Regions from separate parts of the Urocitellus parryii genome. Here region 2 is linked to region 1. A link is a contact called in public Hi-C data. All regions are on one chromosome and are shown on one strand. Each heading gives the region's core, a stretch centred on a gene start, on an enhancer-like site or on the middle of the called end of the contact. The rest is flanking DNA. Distances are from core to core; before and after follow the strand shown. Region 1 holds the start of Srsf1 (serine and arginine rich splicing factor 1). Region 2 holds the start of Mrps23 (mitochondrial ribosomal protein S23).

Region 1 (2,769 bases), core at 109-2,608:
ACCTTAAGTGAGTCCTGTCCCTTCCCAACCCACAAGAGAGACATAAGCTCACCAGAGACAACCACTCTGTTTTCAGAACGCCTAGATGGGGGGCCATAGCGGCCTCGGGGAGCTCCGCCACCTCCACCACCGCCGCCGCCTCGGCCTGTACCACGGCCGCTTCGAGGAAACTCCACCCGCAGACGGTATCCATCGTAATCATAGCCGTCGCGACCATATACCGCGTCTTCCGCATCCCTGCATGATCACAGAAGGCAAAAAGGATGAGAAAAGAGACCCGCGGAAAAAAACTCCCTCGGTGGAGAATGAGAGGACCCCGGCACATGCGCACCCACCGTGGAAGAGCCCACATGCGCTGCATAATAGGACCGGCCCCTCCCCCACCCAGAAACACGCTAGGCGCCCGACCACTACACAGTCCTCGGCGCCTCAGTTTCCCGTTCCGGGCCTGCGCGTGAGCTCTGGGGGCGTCCAAGGCACCCAGCCACCAGGGACACCACACCGACTCGGCTCCGTGCTCGACTTCTGCAGGGGCGATATCGTGTCGCCCCAGCCTAAAAGCCCCTCCTTTCCCATTATGTTAAGGCCTCGGAGCCTTTCCCCAACTACTCCGACCTATTTCCTCAAGGCTGCAAGCCCCACGCTGCCTCACCGCGGGTCCTCGAACTCAACGAAGGCGAAGGGCGGTCCTCCACGGCGATTCTTGAGATCGATGTCGCGGATAGCGCCGTATTTGTAAAACACGTCCTCAATGTCCTTGGTCCGGATGTCTGGAGGTAAGTTACCCACGTAGATGCGGCAGTCGTTGTTCCCTGCAGGACCACGAATTACACCACCTCCCGACATGGCGGCGACGAAAAGCGCGGACTCGAGAACAGGCCTTCCCACCAAGCCTAGCGCACGGCAGAACGAGCCCGCAGCGGCACCACGTCTCCCGCGGCCCCTCCAAAATGGCGCCTTTATCAGCTCGGCGCACGGATATGGGGGGAGGGAGGAAGAGAAGCGGGAGGAAGCAGCTATTCGACCTCAATACGCACGCGCAAGAGCGTAACGGGTATCGGCGATACGCTCACGCACGCGCAACGTCACCCTCCGCACGAAGGGGAAAAAGTCCCCCGCGTTCCCGGCTTGCGGAGCGATTGGTTATTGGACTGAGCAGCCGTTTGTTGAAAAATATATACAGAAGCCTCGTGAAAGGTGTAATTAATCCCCGCCGGATCTTCAAGCAAGCCAGTTTCCCCAGGAGTGGTCCTCTTTGAAAGCCAATCTGCTCTCGGAAAGGCCTAGGTGAAACCTAGCCTGTAATCTCGTCCCACCATGCTTCGCGACATTAACGGCCTTTGGCGGGAAAGGCTCCGGGGGCGGGACCAAAGGGGGAGGGACCGGGCGGTTGCTCCGGAAACCAGGGTATCTCCGGATGTTTCTTCTAGTCCAGTAGCCGGGTTGTAAGTGATTCCATCAAAAGCCCTAACGGAGCCGTTCCTTGCCGCGCTTTCTGCGAATAGGTGGTGGTTACTTAGGAGTCCAGTTTAGATTTCTTTAAAAAATACACCGCTGATCCAACTTCGATTCAGAATTTATATGGCTCAGTTCAGCCGTCTTTCTAGTGGCAGTGGGTCGTACCCTGATTAGTCACTGGTGGCACTAACTAATCATACCGCTCTTCAGGACCCCAGACCCTGCTTCTCTCGGTAATTGTTTCTCGTTAATTGCCTGTTGCTGTTCCTATCGCAGAGGAGAAGCTTGGTGAATGCTTGCCCAGTGAGTTGTGCCTGCTGTCTTCCTCTTTTCTTTTCTTTTTTTTTTTTTTTAGAGAGAGAGAGAGAATTTTTAATATTTATTTTTTAGTTTTTTTTTTGGCGGACACAACATCTTAGTTTGTATGTAGCTGAGGATCGAACCGGACCGCACGCATGCCAGGCGACCACGCTACCGCTTGAGCCACATCCCCAGCCCCTGTCTTCCTCTTTTCAAAGAACACAGAAAGAAAAGGGTGTGTGTGTGTGTGAATTCTGAAATTTATTCCTTTTTCAAAGTTTTCCCCTAAAACTTATATACAAGGGGATGCAGAAAGATCCTAAGTTCGAGGCCTGCCTCGCAACGTAGCGAGACCCCGTGTCGAAAAATAAAAAAAGAGCTGAAGGTACAGCTTGGTGGTACACCAAGTGCTCCTGGCCCCAGTATGACTGGAGGAGGGAGAGTGGGGAAAGAAGGAAGGAAGCTTATATACAAGAGTTTTCAAATGAACAACATGGATGTTTGAGAACTGCTACCATGGCACAGAACTGTGATCTTGTTTGCATTCTGGCTTAGGGAAATAAGAACTTTGCCTTTCTTCCAGAAACGTCTGAAATGTGGAATTTTATATGAAATTATGTGTTTGTTTCGTGCAGCGCTGGGGATTGGACCCAGGTCCTCGTGCATGAAATTGTGGGATTTTTAAATGTTGATATAATTAATTAAATTAAAAATAAAGTCCTGTAATTTTAAGTATACTAAAACAGATCTGCGCCTTAAGATGATTTTTTTCATATTGGTATTTACTTATAACTGCCAGACAGTCTCCCCAAGCATGTGAATCAGCTTACAGAGATAACACAAAAAGTTAAAACTTGATGAAGAAATCAGGAGAAAGGGGAAATGGGGTGGAGGGGATTTATTAAAATCTTTTGACTTCCTCTATAGAGATGGACTGCAAATTTGACTATTGTTATCCCAGAAGTAATAGTAAAGAAGGGAACATGAGTGTATTCAAAATACAAAGTGACT
Region 2 (2,700 bases), core at 87-2,586, 140 kb before region 1:
TCCCTTGGACTTTTAAGCATCATTCTGAATGACTTCAAAGATCCCAACTACTAGATCCACAGACCACACATATCCCCTATCTCCACTCCCGGAGAAGCAGACACAATGACCAACATGAGCTTGGAGTCAGAGATGTGATTCTCAGAGATGCGATTCCCAGAGCTGCTGCCCTCCTGTATAACCACAGGAAGTTAACCTCCTTGACTCTCACAGTCCTCTTGGATAAAATGGAGATAAGAATACCCACCTTACAGGTATAGAGTAAGGCCTACAAGAAACTAATTGAAAAGAGTTTAGCTGTGTCTGGAGCACAGCAAATTGGCACAAAACAGGCCGCTACAACTGCAATTGATCTGTCAGTTGCTAGGTTCCACTTCTAAGAACTTCTGTTTCTTCTCACCATAGGGAAGGGAGGGCTGCTGATGCCCTAATTTGACTTTGATATACAAGATCACCTCCACAACTTATTTTCGTTACCAGACTGCTACCTAAATCCTCCCTTTTTAACTTCTGGTGTGTTCTGATCACCACATAGGCTGCACACTCACGCTCTTATCCGATCCTCGTGGTACCAGATGTCCTGAATGGGAGCTTTGGCTTTGCCATATCTCAAGCGGGGTCTTTGGAAGACCGGCTCCCTCAACGGTGGGAAGGCCTCGTATACGTCATACCAGAGGGGCTTCTCCTTCAATACCCCAGCCCGAAGCAGATCCCGAGTCCTTAGAGAGGGAAGAGAATCAAGGTCAGTAGATTACAACAGCCTGCCCAAGACCTAAGGCACCAGGCAGTCCACAGCATGTAAGGTGGGAAGGACAAAGCGGCAGGTGTTCCCCACCTACAGGAACTGCCACATACCACATCAACCCAGCAACACCCAGGGGTTAAATCCCTTTCGCGCGTCCCACCGGGTCCATCACGGAAAATGCAAGGACGGTACAGTCAGGCCCATCAGCCTCGATCTTCCTCCCTTCCTCTTCCTAGAGACCTCTACTGGGAAGGGAGGCAGTTTATAATGTCAGTTAAAAATACTCCGAACCAGGAGACAGCTATTAGAGCTTCCCCTTACTTAGACTTTCTGTCTTCTCGTGTAGGGACCTCGCCCTGCTCAAGCCCATCCAAGGACGGGGATGGCCCACCGAGACCCGTGCAGAGGTCCGCATCCTCTGCCCAAGCCCGGCTGCAAGTACGCACCGCGAAAAGACGCTTCCTACGGTTTCCAGCCGGCTCCCAGCCATGACCCGAGCCTGGGAGAGAGTACGACCGGCCACTACCGGAACCGGAAGCGGCGCCTGCGCCGGCGACGGCAGATACAGGGGACAGAAGTTGCTGGCCGAAAAGAGGATCGAAAGCCTTCGCGACGGCCCCAACCGCGGGGCGGAGCCAGGCGGAAGCAAAAGACGGTCCGAAGCTGCGCGCTCGGGGCTCTCACCAGGTTCAGACAGGAGCACTCGATAGCGGAGCCAAAAAGAGAGGGAGCGAACCAAAGACGAGTAGAAGTAATAAATGAGCGATCCAGGGAGGGATTAAGTATGGTGTTTGCTTTACCTTTTCTGGCCTTCGGAGCCAGGTTTCCACCAGAAGTTCGGGCGCAGAGGGAATATGGTGGGGGAGAGTAGGAATGAGAAGCCCCCCAATGGAATAATAAAGAGACGAAATCATTAGCTCTAGGGCGGACTGAGCCCACTCTAGGTCAGAGGGACAGGCTACGCAGAAAGAAACCCAGTCTGGGACGGGCAGACACTTTCCCAGGTTACTTAGACCCCAGTCCTCATTCAGCGCACGCCACCTAACCCTTCCTCCCTGCAGTGCTGCCCGCGTCCACACTAACCGGGATGCTGCTTGCACGGGGTGTGTCCTCCGCTGGAGGCGTCACAGGCTTGCAATCTGTCGGAACCTGAAAAGTGAAAGTGTCAAGCATAACACATTCTGGGAAGGAAACTCGAAAATCCGGGGGAACTAACTTCTCCGTGTTAAACTGTTAACAAATATGTGGTCGGGTGTGTAGCTCAGTTATCAGACTTCAGTACTCCCTAGAAATTAAAGCATACTTAATCTGGATGTTTGTACAAAAATCATCAATACGGTATTTTTGTAGTGGCAAAAATAAAAATCGTCAAATGGAAAGTTGATGGAAAACTTTGGTTCATAAATTGTATGGACACTTATGCAGCTATTGAAATAAAAAAAGCTAGATCCATATGTATTTATATTAATTCTTGTGGCTTATGATTAAATAAAAAAGGAAGTTGCAGAAACACGTGGGGTTTAGTGGGATTACAACCTGGTAGAGGAAAAAGAAAACATCCATCTGTGTGCTTGTGTTTATATGAGGAGAGAAACTCTGAGAGGACACAACCAGGCTGTGAACATTGGGTGTCTTGGAAAAAATTAAAAGAGGGGGACAGAGACTTTTTCCTTTAGGAATGTCTTAGAGTTTGACTTGTAAAGAGTTTGAATTTATGTGTGAATTTTTTAATCCAATGAATGTCTTGAATCACCTCTCTCTCTCTCTCTCTCTCTCTCTCTCTCTCTCTCTCTCTCTCTCTCTCTCTCCCAATATCTTTGTCAGCAAGAAAGACCAATAAGTCATCCCAAAGTCCTCCCACTCTAAGGGAGGCCCCTGAGGGGAAGGCAGAGACTTTTTGATGAGCAGTTACTACTTGGTTGTGTTATCTCACTGAATCCACAGTCCTACTCACA

The links. Hi-C and Micro-C count contacts between places; a contact is called where the count stands out from the background.
Region 2: a Hi-C map of muscle shows a contact between it and region 1, with 5 times the contacts expected there. The contact joins the promoter of Mrps23 here to the promoter of Srsf1 in region 1. A contact is called at or near these places in 2 of 2 Hi-C or Micro-C datasets (liver and muscle).

The regions. Positions count from the first base shown.
Region 1 is chr7:152,013,647-152,016,415 of mUroPar1.hap1, reverse strand. Srsf1 (serine and arginine rich splicing factor 1) reads right to left here and starts at 1,358. Exons shown (of 5, transcript XM_026407321.2): 1 at 653-1,358; 2 at 53-237. The coding sequence starts at 846.
Region 2 is chr7:152,153,251-152,155,950 of mUroPar1.hap1, reverse strand. Mrps23 (mitochondrial ribosomal protein S23) reads right to left here and starts at 1,336. Exons shown (of 5, transcript XM_026407329.2): 1 at 1,192-1,336; 2 at 549-719. The coding sequence starts at 1,235.